2 separate regions of the Gossypium hirsutum genome follow, and region 2 is linked to region 1. A link is a contact called in public Hi-C data. All regions are on one chromosome and are shown on one strand. The core of a region is the stretch at or near the end of the contact, and the rest is flanking DNA. Distances in the headings are between cores, read along the strand shown.

What was found. A called contact is a pair of places that touch in the nucleus more often than the background predicts.
Region 2: a Hi-C map of leaf shows a contact between it and region 1, with 2.4 times the contacts expected there. The contact joins the promoter of LOC107945326 here to the promoter of LOC107945319 in region 1. A contact is called at or near these places in 3 of 34 Hi-C or Micro-C datasets (callus and leaf).

Annotation. Positions count from the first base shown.
Region 1 is chrD12:25,239,173-25,243,963 of Gossypium_hirsutum_v2.1, reverse strand. It overlaps LOC107945319, which reads right to left and starts at 3,111. Exons shown (of 2, transcript XR_001696490.2): 1 at 2,471-3,111; 2 at 772-1,327. LOC121224082 (a long non-coding RNA gene) reads right to left here and starts at 83. Exons shown (of 2, transcript XR_005921559.1): 1 at 1-83.
Region 2 is chrD12:25,380,688-25,385,690 of Gossypium_hirsutum_v2.1, reverse strand. It overlaps LOC107945326 (kinesin-like protein KIN-12E), which reads right to left and starts at 3,562. Exons shown (of 6, transcript XM_016879287.2): 1 at 535-3,562; 2 at 80-143. The coding sequence starts at 623.

The DNA.
Region 1 (4,791 bases), core at 1,862-4,361:
GGTTCGCTGTAATGGAATAGAGGCGTAATAGTAATTCAATTGTTTGGTTGAATGGAATGGAATAGAGGTGTAATAGTATTCTTGTGTTTGGTTGAATGTAATGATGTTGTAATAACATAAGGAAAAAAACTAAAATGACTAGAATACCCTTAGTAGAGTTTTTTTTAGACAGATGATTATTGTTATTGTTATTAAATTTTAATAAGATTATTAATATAAATAATAAATAATTTAATCATATTTTAACATAATTTTTATTAAATATAATTTAATAAAAATATATAATTTAATAAAATTCTTAATATTAAATATTCTTATATGAACTTACTAAAATAATAATATATAATACTATAAAATATAATTTAAAATAATAATTATTAAATATAATTTAATAAAAATATATAATTTAATAAAATTCTTAATATTAAATATTCTTATATGAATTTACTAAAATCATAATATATAATACTATAAAAATAATATATAATCTACTTTATTATTTTTAAACCGCAATACATATTTAATGTGCTAAAATATCATTAGTGAAACAAATAATTTAATTATTTTAATTAAATATATAATTTAATTAGTTTTATGCATTTAATTATTTTTATTTTAACAAATGCATTATTTAATAAATTGGAATATTAAAAATAAAAAATATCCAAACTTTACTTGAATTACAAAAATAAACAAATGCATTATTAAGTAAATTGAAAAACAAATGCATAAAACCAATCCATAACAATAAAATTAAAACTTGAATAATAATTGAAAAATAATAGTTAAAATTAAAAATAATAAAAATAAACTGTTTCCAAAATTAGCTTCTGCAAGTGTTTGAGCCATCTCTTTCCAAGTTTGTTCAAGAAGATGGCTGGATAACCAAGTGATCCCATATCTTTGAACATCACCTGAAGCTATAGAACTCACTTTGCCTCGAGCGACTATTAACATCTCACTGAACACATCCCACATGGTCAGATCCTTACTTTCTCCAATAAACTGATTTGATCGTACACCATCATCAGGAAAGTATCCTCCATTCAGACATGGGCCTCTATCCCATTCTTCATGTTTATTTTCAGACACAGGAGGGACAGACACAGGTACCCAAACTCCAGTTTCTTCAGAACATGGGGTATCATAGTAAAAAAGCTTCTCCTTTTTTCTGATTTCCATCGCTCTAAAGAATTTCCATACTATTGCATCCACTAACTCTAGGATGTACTTCACTTGCAGACCTTTTAAGCTGCTTTCCATCTTGCATAACATCGGTATCTGTAAGAGTCCATTTTTCTCTACTTTCCTCCACTTTTTCCAGATCCTAACACCATCATTAAAAAAAACACTATTGTTTTTCCTTGAACCAATAAACAACAATAACAAAATCAAAATCAAAATAAAAATAGCTATCATTCACCAAGATTAACAAGTTATTCCACAAACTAAAACAACAAAGATAAGCATATTATGCGAGCAAAAAGAAAAAAAAAGAAGCAAAATATGCTATAGCCTATAGGTACATTTCGACATAAAACTTGCTGCCATACTAAAATCCATATCAAATTAAATAACCTACAATTTAAACAATGACTTTGCTCTAATACTGGGAAATCACATCAATGCATATCAAGATACACACTAAACATACAAGAAGAAAGACATCTGATATTGAAATACCATCAATATGCAAAGATGATCTCTTTACAATAAAGTCTCTATAGCTATTCATACAAGAATATGTATAACAGCTTCGACTAACAGCTACTATTAACTCCTTAGCAGACTATAATGGATAGCAAATAGTTACAATTGAACCAATTGTATAACAGCTTCGACTAACAGCTACTCTTGACTAACAGCTACTGACTATCCTTAACAATGCAGCAATGCTAAAACAGTGCGATCAATCTCAGGCATCCAATAAAAACCTTCAAATTTTTTCATACAAAGAAATACTAAGAACAACCCTCTACTTGGAGAAGCCAAATAACAATTAATCCAAAACAAAAAGAAAACTAAAACTAACAGATGCTCCCTTTTCAAAGAAAAAAAGAATAAACAATAGAAAATTGTATTCCATCTTAGTTAAGGGTATTCATTCAACCATCTGGGCTAAACCCAATTAGAAAAAGCAGAGAAACAGCATTTACAAACTTTCCAGTTCCTTTTCCTTGGTTTTCAATGCAACCAAACAGATATTTAACATGAGAGAAAAAATAATAAGAATTACCTGGGAAGATAAAAATTGAAACTGGTTGTCTTCTGGTTCAATTTTAGGGTATTTTATCAGCCCCTCCATTGATTCCTTTCAGATTTTTTTTTCAAATAAAAAGAAGATTTTATACGACCAAATAGAGAAAAAGAACGAACGGGAGAAACTTCACCAGAAAGAAGCCCCCGAAGTCAATTAAATTCACAAGAAATAGCATACACGTCGGCGCAGGTAAAAAAAGGCGAAACTCACGAGAGACGCAGTGGACATTCCCGCCGGCCATATGCCGAAGCATCTTCGCCAAAATTTAACAGCGAAATCGCCTTAAAAAAACTCAGATATGAACCAGAGAAAAGGAAACCATAGGATTCAGCAATTTTAAATAAAAGAAAGGAAAAGATGTGCCGCAGAGGAAACCCTTGCAATCTGAACCGTGTGGATACGCAATGAAAGAAGGAACTAGCAAAAGAGAAATCAGCCGCGTATAAAATGAAGAAGCACTAGCCTGAAATAGTGAATCGGGAGCGGGTGGAGCCTTGTGGGGTGACTTTGCTGGCAGCTTCTGCTTGCTCTTGTTTTTGGGGCTTTTGGGTTGGGAGGGTAAAAAATGGGAAGGAATAGCCAATCGGTGGTCTGGGAAGGGAATAGAAATCCCCCAGAAATCAGCCAATTTTTGGCATAGACCCGTAATGGAATAAGCCCGTAATAGGCATTCCATTGAACCAAACGGGTGATTAGGTGGGCCCACGGAATAACCAAACATGCTGTAAAAGAAGCAGTTTCTGCTTCAGGGGAAAAACAAAACATTTCCCTAAATTTTTCTTTTTTTAAAACTTAAAACAGGTAAAACGGCGCCGTTTAAGAGGCCAGATCCGCGCGTCGACCCGACCCGCAAGCAGGGTCCGCGCGTTCTGGCATAAATGGTATATTTGCGCAGTTAGGCCCTCCGTTTTGCGATCCGTTTTAATCAAGTCCGATTGCTTTTTTTAATTTGGCTCAAATATTTTACCCGTGTGACGTTTTAATCCAATGCTGCGCAGCGTTTAGGAAGGACAGGATTAATTTCCCTTTTGGCCCTTCAGATTATGCGCATTTTTCAAAAATGTCCTTTTGTTTTAATTTGCTTTCGTTTTTTCAAATTTGTTTTGATTTCAACTTAATCCTTTGCATTTGTTTTACTAATTAAGTTTAATATTAGTTTTTTTATTATTATTATTATTGTAGTTATTATTTCTATGTACATACATACATTTTTTTATTTTTTAAAATATATGTGCATATATGTTTTAAACTTTTGTAGAAGATATACATGTACATATTTTATTTTATTATTATTACTTTATCTTCACAATTCTTATATTTTATAATACATATACATTTTCCTTATTTTATAATCCATGCACATATACATATATATTTTTTGTAATATATATACATATTTTTTTGGAAATTATTAAGTTTTTTTTATATATTTCATTCCTTTTTTATATGTATTCTTATATATGTGTTTTAATATATGCATACACATATTTTCAAATTTACTTATATATTGTACTTATATATATATTGTAAATACATATACATGTATAATTTAAATTAAAGCATGTGTTTCATGTTGTATATTAACATTTTATCATACTTTCAAAGAAAATATATTTGGTGTCATCAAAGCATTAAAATCATTTTTGTTCGAAGGCTTTTTAAGATAATGCAATACTCGTATTTAGGATCTTAGAAAGGATTGAGCCCTAACGTATTGAGTTCCAATTTTCTTCGTTGAATCTAATTATCGCGAATGCTCTTTAATCAAACCAAATAAAAGCTTGTTATCGGGAATTCAACACATCGTGTCCTAACGTATTGGATGTGACGCGTTGATTTCTCGAGATGAAATTTTTTTAAAAAAATAATAAAGGAAATATTAAATGTTTAGAATTTTGAAAAATTGTGCCCTAATGTATTGGGCCGCTATTTCTTTATAAATCTTAAACAAACGAATATTCTTTTAAATTTTAATACACGGGTATTTTTGGACAAACTCATTTTTGAAGAAGTAGAATATCGTGCCCTAACGTATTGGGTGTGACATTTTCTTTTTCCGAAATGAGAAGAGTCTTAAAAAGTAACGCATTTTTTTTAAGTTTTTACTAAGAATCATATTTTTAACTTTCGACATTAATATACTAATTAATTAACTAGGTACAAATTTTTGGGCGTTACGAGGGTGCTAACCCTTCCTCGTACGTAACTGACTCCCGGATCCATTTTTCTAAAACTCGTAGACCAAAGCCGTTTTTTAGGTGATCCAATCACACCTCAATAAAAGATTGGTGGCGACTCCAAATTTTTCCAATTTTTATCGACAACTAATTTTTGTTTTTTTTTTCAAAATAAAATGATTTCAACAATATTCTTTCAAAAATAAAAGAAAAAGATTTTGTTTTAAATTTCTTCTTTTATAAATTACATAAATGTAGACCTAACTCTTCTTTAATCTTTAAATAAAAAGATATGGTGCTTTAAAACGTATGAGTCCACTTTCTCTTATAATAATAATAATAATACCATCTAAA
Region 2 (5,003 bases), core at 2,313-4,812, 140 kb before region 1:
ACAGAGGATTTCAGGAAATCACATGAATGACGAGTAAGCCATGCATTGAATTAAAAGTAGCTAAGCAAAGATCTCATACATTGTTCTTAATAAATTTAGCCCGCTGTGCAAACTTCAATGTACTTAGTGTCTCCAATGAACAACTGCAGAAAATGCCCAAAAGTTTGAACTTGAACAGTTCCAATGAAACCAAATTAATTTTGAAAACAATTTATAACCATGAACAGTCTCTATATCCTTTGTTTTTCTTTTATCGGTTCTTCACCGCATAGTAAATAGGCTCACTCTCATATAAGAATCAAACAAACAATTTACACCACAGTTCCAAATCTCAATCAAATAGAGACTAAAGGAAGAATTAACTAAAAGAAACCACAAAACCAATATGAAGAGACTTTTTAACAGATGAAAGTGGAAGAGTAGCAAAGCAAATCCAGAATATAGGTTTGATCAGATAATACAATTCGAAATTAATGAAAGACCCAGAAAATCTAATCAAATGGAAAGTAATAGGAGGAGTAAAAAAAAAGAAACCTTTCGGCAGTGGCGAGATTGGTGGGCACATCGTCGGTGCAAGCGAATTGCAATGCTGAAACAACTACTTGCCTGTTTCCCTTCTCCATTTCTTTTATCTCGATTCCAATCCCCAAACCACAGCCGCTGAGTAGAGTAAAGCAAAGCAGTAATCCAGAATTTTCAGGGAAAATTCTAATCGAAAGCAGTAAGCCAAAATTTTGAAAGTGAAAATGTGAAAAAAAGGTATAGAGCTCCTCCAAAGAACCAGAGAAAAGAAACTTTTTGGGGGAGAGGGCAGGTTAAAATGGGAAATTATCAGCCAAACGGACTTTTGGCTGAAGAAATGGAGAAATTTTTAACTTCTCCATCAGCCAAAAAGCACTTCTCAGATGGTGGAAAAAATTTTGAAACGATGGCCGTTCTTCTTTGCTTTTAAGAGAAAAGCACTTTTTGTTGCAAAAGCCCGTTTAAAAAGCAGAGGAGAACGGGTCCTTATTGTAATTGACGCATTGACCCGAGCAAAGCTCATATTCCTTTAAGATCCTCTTCAAAGATACTGCTCCTCTTTCAGTGGCTTCTCCAAACAGAATACAATCATCCGCAAATAAAAAGTGTGAAATATGCTGTCCACTTCTACTAGCCTTCGCTCCTCGGATTAAATTTCCTTCTGTTGCTAGCCTTAAAAGACTAGATAGTTCCTCTCCACAGAATAGAAATAGAAATGGGCTCAAAGGGTCTCCTTGTCTGAGGCCTCTAGACGGGAAAATTTTTTCTCCAATAACACCATTAAAAACTACTGAATATGATCTGTAGTAACGCATTTCATTAGCATGTCAACCCACTCTGAATCAAACCCTAATTTTTTCATTATTTTTTCAACAAAACTCCATTCAACCTTGTCATATGCTTTACTCATATCTAACTTCACCGCCATAAGTCCTCTTTTCCCTACCCTTTTATTCTTCAGAGTGTGAAGAATTTCACAAGCTAATAAAATATTGTCACTAATCAGTCTCCCTGGTACAAAAGCACTTTGAGCTAAATCAATACATCTATTTATCACAAGACAAAGACTATTGGCAATAACTTTAGCCAACAATTTATAAAGCACATTACATAAACTGATTGGCCTAAAATGGGTAATATTCAAAGGATCAGGGATTTTTGGAATTAACACTATATTAGTTTTGTTTATTGAACTGATATTCATACCTCCATTCAGTAGATTAAGACAGAATTATGTAACTTCTTCTTTGATAGTTGGCCAACATTTTTTGTAGAATAATTCCGGAAATCCATCCTTCACTAGTGCTTTTGTTGGGCCTAATTCTTCTAGTGCCTCACGGATCTCTTCTTTGGTGTATCTAGCCTTCAGTTTTGAATTATTCTCATCGAAATGCGTTGCTCAATTCTTGCCAAAATATTATCATAATTTCCCCAGATACTTTCCTCCCTTTCCTGTTTGAAGTTAGCGCCACTTTCCTCCCTTTCTTATTATGTTGAATCTTGTCAACCCATTTCTTAAGACCTCTCTTGAGACTTTCCATCTTACTCAATAAATCACCAACAGCATTCTCTCAGATACTTTTAACCTCAGAAGTAAAACTCTCCTCCAAAACCCACAATGCTTCAAATTTAAAACTTCCATTAATTCTTCTCTTATCCTCCTGTTTGGTGGTGATTAACAACGGGCAATGATCTGAAAAAGAATGAGATATGTGTTGAATTTGAAATTCCGGGAATAAAGATAACCATTCTTCCATAGCCACTCCCCTATCTAAACGTTCTTGAATATTTGTTTCTGGCAGATTTCCCAAGTAAACCATCTTCCAGAAAATCTCATGTCCCTTAGGTTGCAATCCTCTAAGACCGTTCTAAATGCTTCCATTCTCCCCTCCTCTCGAGGTAAGCCTCCTTGTTTTTTGAAGCCATACAAAATTTCATTGAAATCACCACAAATCATCAGATTTCATGATTCTTCTTTATTCGAATAGGGAGAACCACAAAAACCAGTAAATCTCCATTTTTTACCTTCCTCTGTATCCTCAATTTCCACATCAATATGACTTTTTGAATAGCTTTGGATCCTGACATTAGTATCCCCACGCCCAAGCCAAACATAATCCACTCGAGATCACCACATCTTCGAACCCGTCCCATTCTCCTCCTATTTATTTTTGTCTCCATAAAAAAGACCATATGTGGATTATATAACCTCAGCCAATGTCGAAGTCTATGAACTGTTCGTGGGTTCCATTGACCCCGGACGTTTCAACTTAAGATTTTCATTGTGACCGGTCGGCTTGCCTCTTGGCAGTCACCGGTATTATTTAAATCTGACATATGAACAATTACCAAAAAATAAAATCTGCTTCTTCCTTTTTAGTGGGCGTCTTATGTCAATTTGGACTCTTATTCTCATAAAATTTCGATTTTCTTTCCCATATTTGAACCATCATATTCCATAAAAGTACCCCTAATTGTATTGCCAGCCTTTCAGAGAAAAAACCTGCAGGAATATCATGAATCTGTACCCAAAATAGAGTATAGGTTAAAGGAACTATTAATGGATCCTACGTCAACTGCAACTTGTATAATAGCAACAGATGATTATTGAAAGTCCACAGGGATCCCTTTAGCACCCTCTCCATATTCATAACATCATAAAAATTGAAATAAATACCTTTTCCCTCCTAGATCTCAAATTTGTACCCCTGAACCGGATGCCAGAGATTTGCCATTGTAGTTTTCATCGCTGGAAAATGGATAATGTTGGCAGTTAAAAAACATCCCACTAATTGAAAAGTCCCAACCTCTGTTAATGTTTTTGGTTCAAATTGAAACTGTAAAATTTCTTCTTCCTCCTCATTGATCGTTAACCCAGCAAACTCTGACTCCATGATTGAAAACAGATGCGATTTAAAAGCCAAATCACAAACTAAAAGAGAAAACAAAAGGACTTACTGTCGGCGCTAAACCAATAGACATAAAAACAAGAAAACCTAAAACCTGCCAGAGAGAGTAGACAGAGACGTGCCAGAGAAGGCAGACATTAGACATTTCTTTGTTTAAATTTTTAATTTTTCGCTAACTTCTAATTTTAATTTTAATTTTTTTCAAATATTTTTTAGTTTTCGTAATTCTTTTAAACTCATTATAAGAATAATTATAAGTACACTAATTTTTATATATTGAGCTTATATAATATATTGGGCCTATAATATATTATTATTAATAATTTTGGGTGATCAATTAATTATCCGATTTCAAATTGTATTAATTGATAATTAAAATTTTCAAAAACCTTTAACTGAACTAGTTTAGTTTAATCGGCTAATTTGGTAAAAATCAACAAATGCACAATGGGTACATTGAAAAAATATTAGAAGAATTTAAAAACCATGGAACTCGAGATATTGGTAATACATTTTAGTTGAACGTGTTTCCTTCCTATAAAACCTGACCCTTTTTACTGCCTAATAATGTGATAAGAAAGGCTTCAAAATGGAATTGGAAGCGATTAAAGAAGTGGAAGAAAATGAGGGTTTATGTAGTTCATATTCCAGCAGCATTGAGCTTCAACCGTGAGGACTGAATTCTTTCTGTTGTTTATCTAAAACGTAGGCAAATGCCATTGATGTTGTATGAAATGGACAATGAGAAAGACAAATATTGTTTTAGCAGAATTGTATTTTAGCTGTTGCTCTTTTGTGGTGATGTATTGTCGCCACCGTTCCTTGTTTTGTTACCTTTTGCTCCTTTTACGAGTTAAAACTTAAATACCCACTCCTATGTCTGGTTTCTTCCTAGATTTACATAATGGAATTCGACACATTCAGACAACTTTCCCTTTCAACAGATAATGATATGTCATTAACAGAAAGGCATGCTTGTCCTTTCTGTATGAAGGGTCAAAAACCACTCACAAGCTCATCTTTTAGCGTCCAAGACTTGAATCCCGAGAACTGATGAATTTTTGTTTCATGGTTAGTGGCATACGTTTCATATTTAGCTAATCAGCTGAGAATCTTCTTTCCAACTGTTGGAAATCTGTGCTTGTCAACCGACACCTTATTATAAAGTCTAAAGATGTCCTGCATTTGCTAATGGATGTCACTTCAGAGCTGAACAGTTGTATTTGTACCCTGTGGAAGTGACAAGAGCGAAAGGTATAGAAACATTAAAGACAAGTTAGACTGTTGTTCTTTGCATCCTTATTGTTCCAAGCCCAAATATGTGCGACTTACTAAGCTATTGACGCTTCAATATGGGGCTTTCTTTGGATTTAGATAAATCTTGGGTGCCATGAAGAAACTTCCAAATATTATTTTTTAAATTTGTCTACGATGGAAACTCTTGTTTTGGTTAATGAATTATAAAAGTTTTCATTCACTAACGTTAATATTTATTTCTGTTTTGGTCGCTCTTTATTAAATTATTAATAAAAATAATGATTTGACCTTTTTTTAAGTAGTATAGTTATAAAT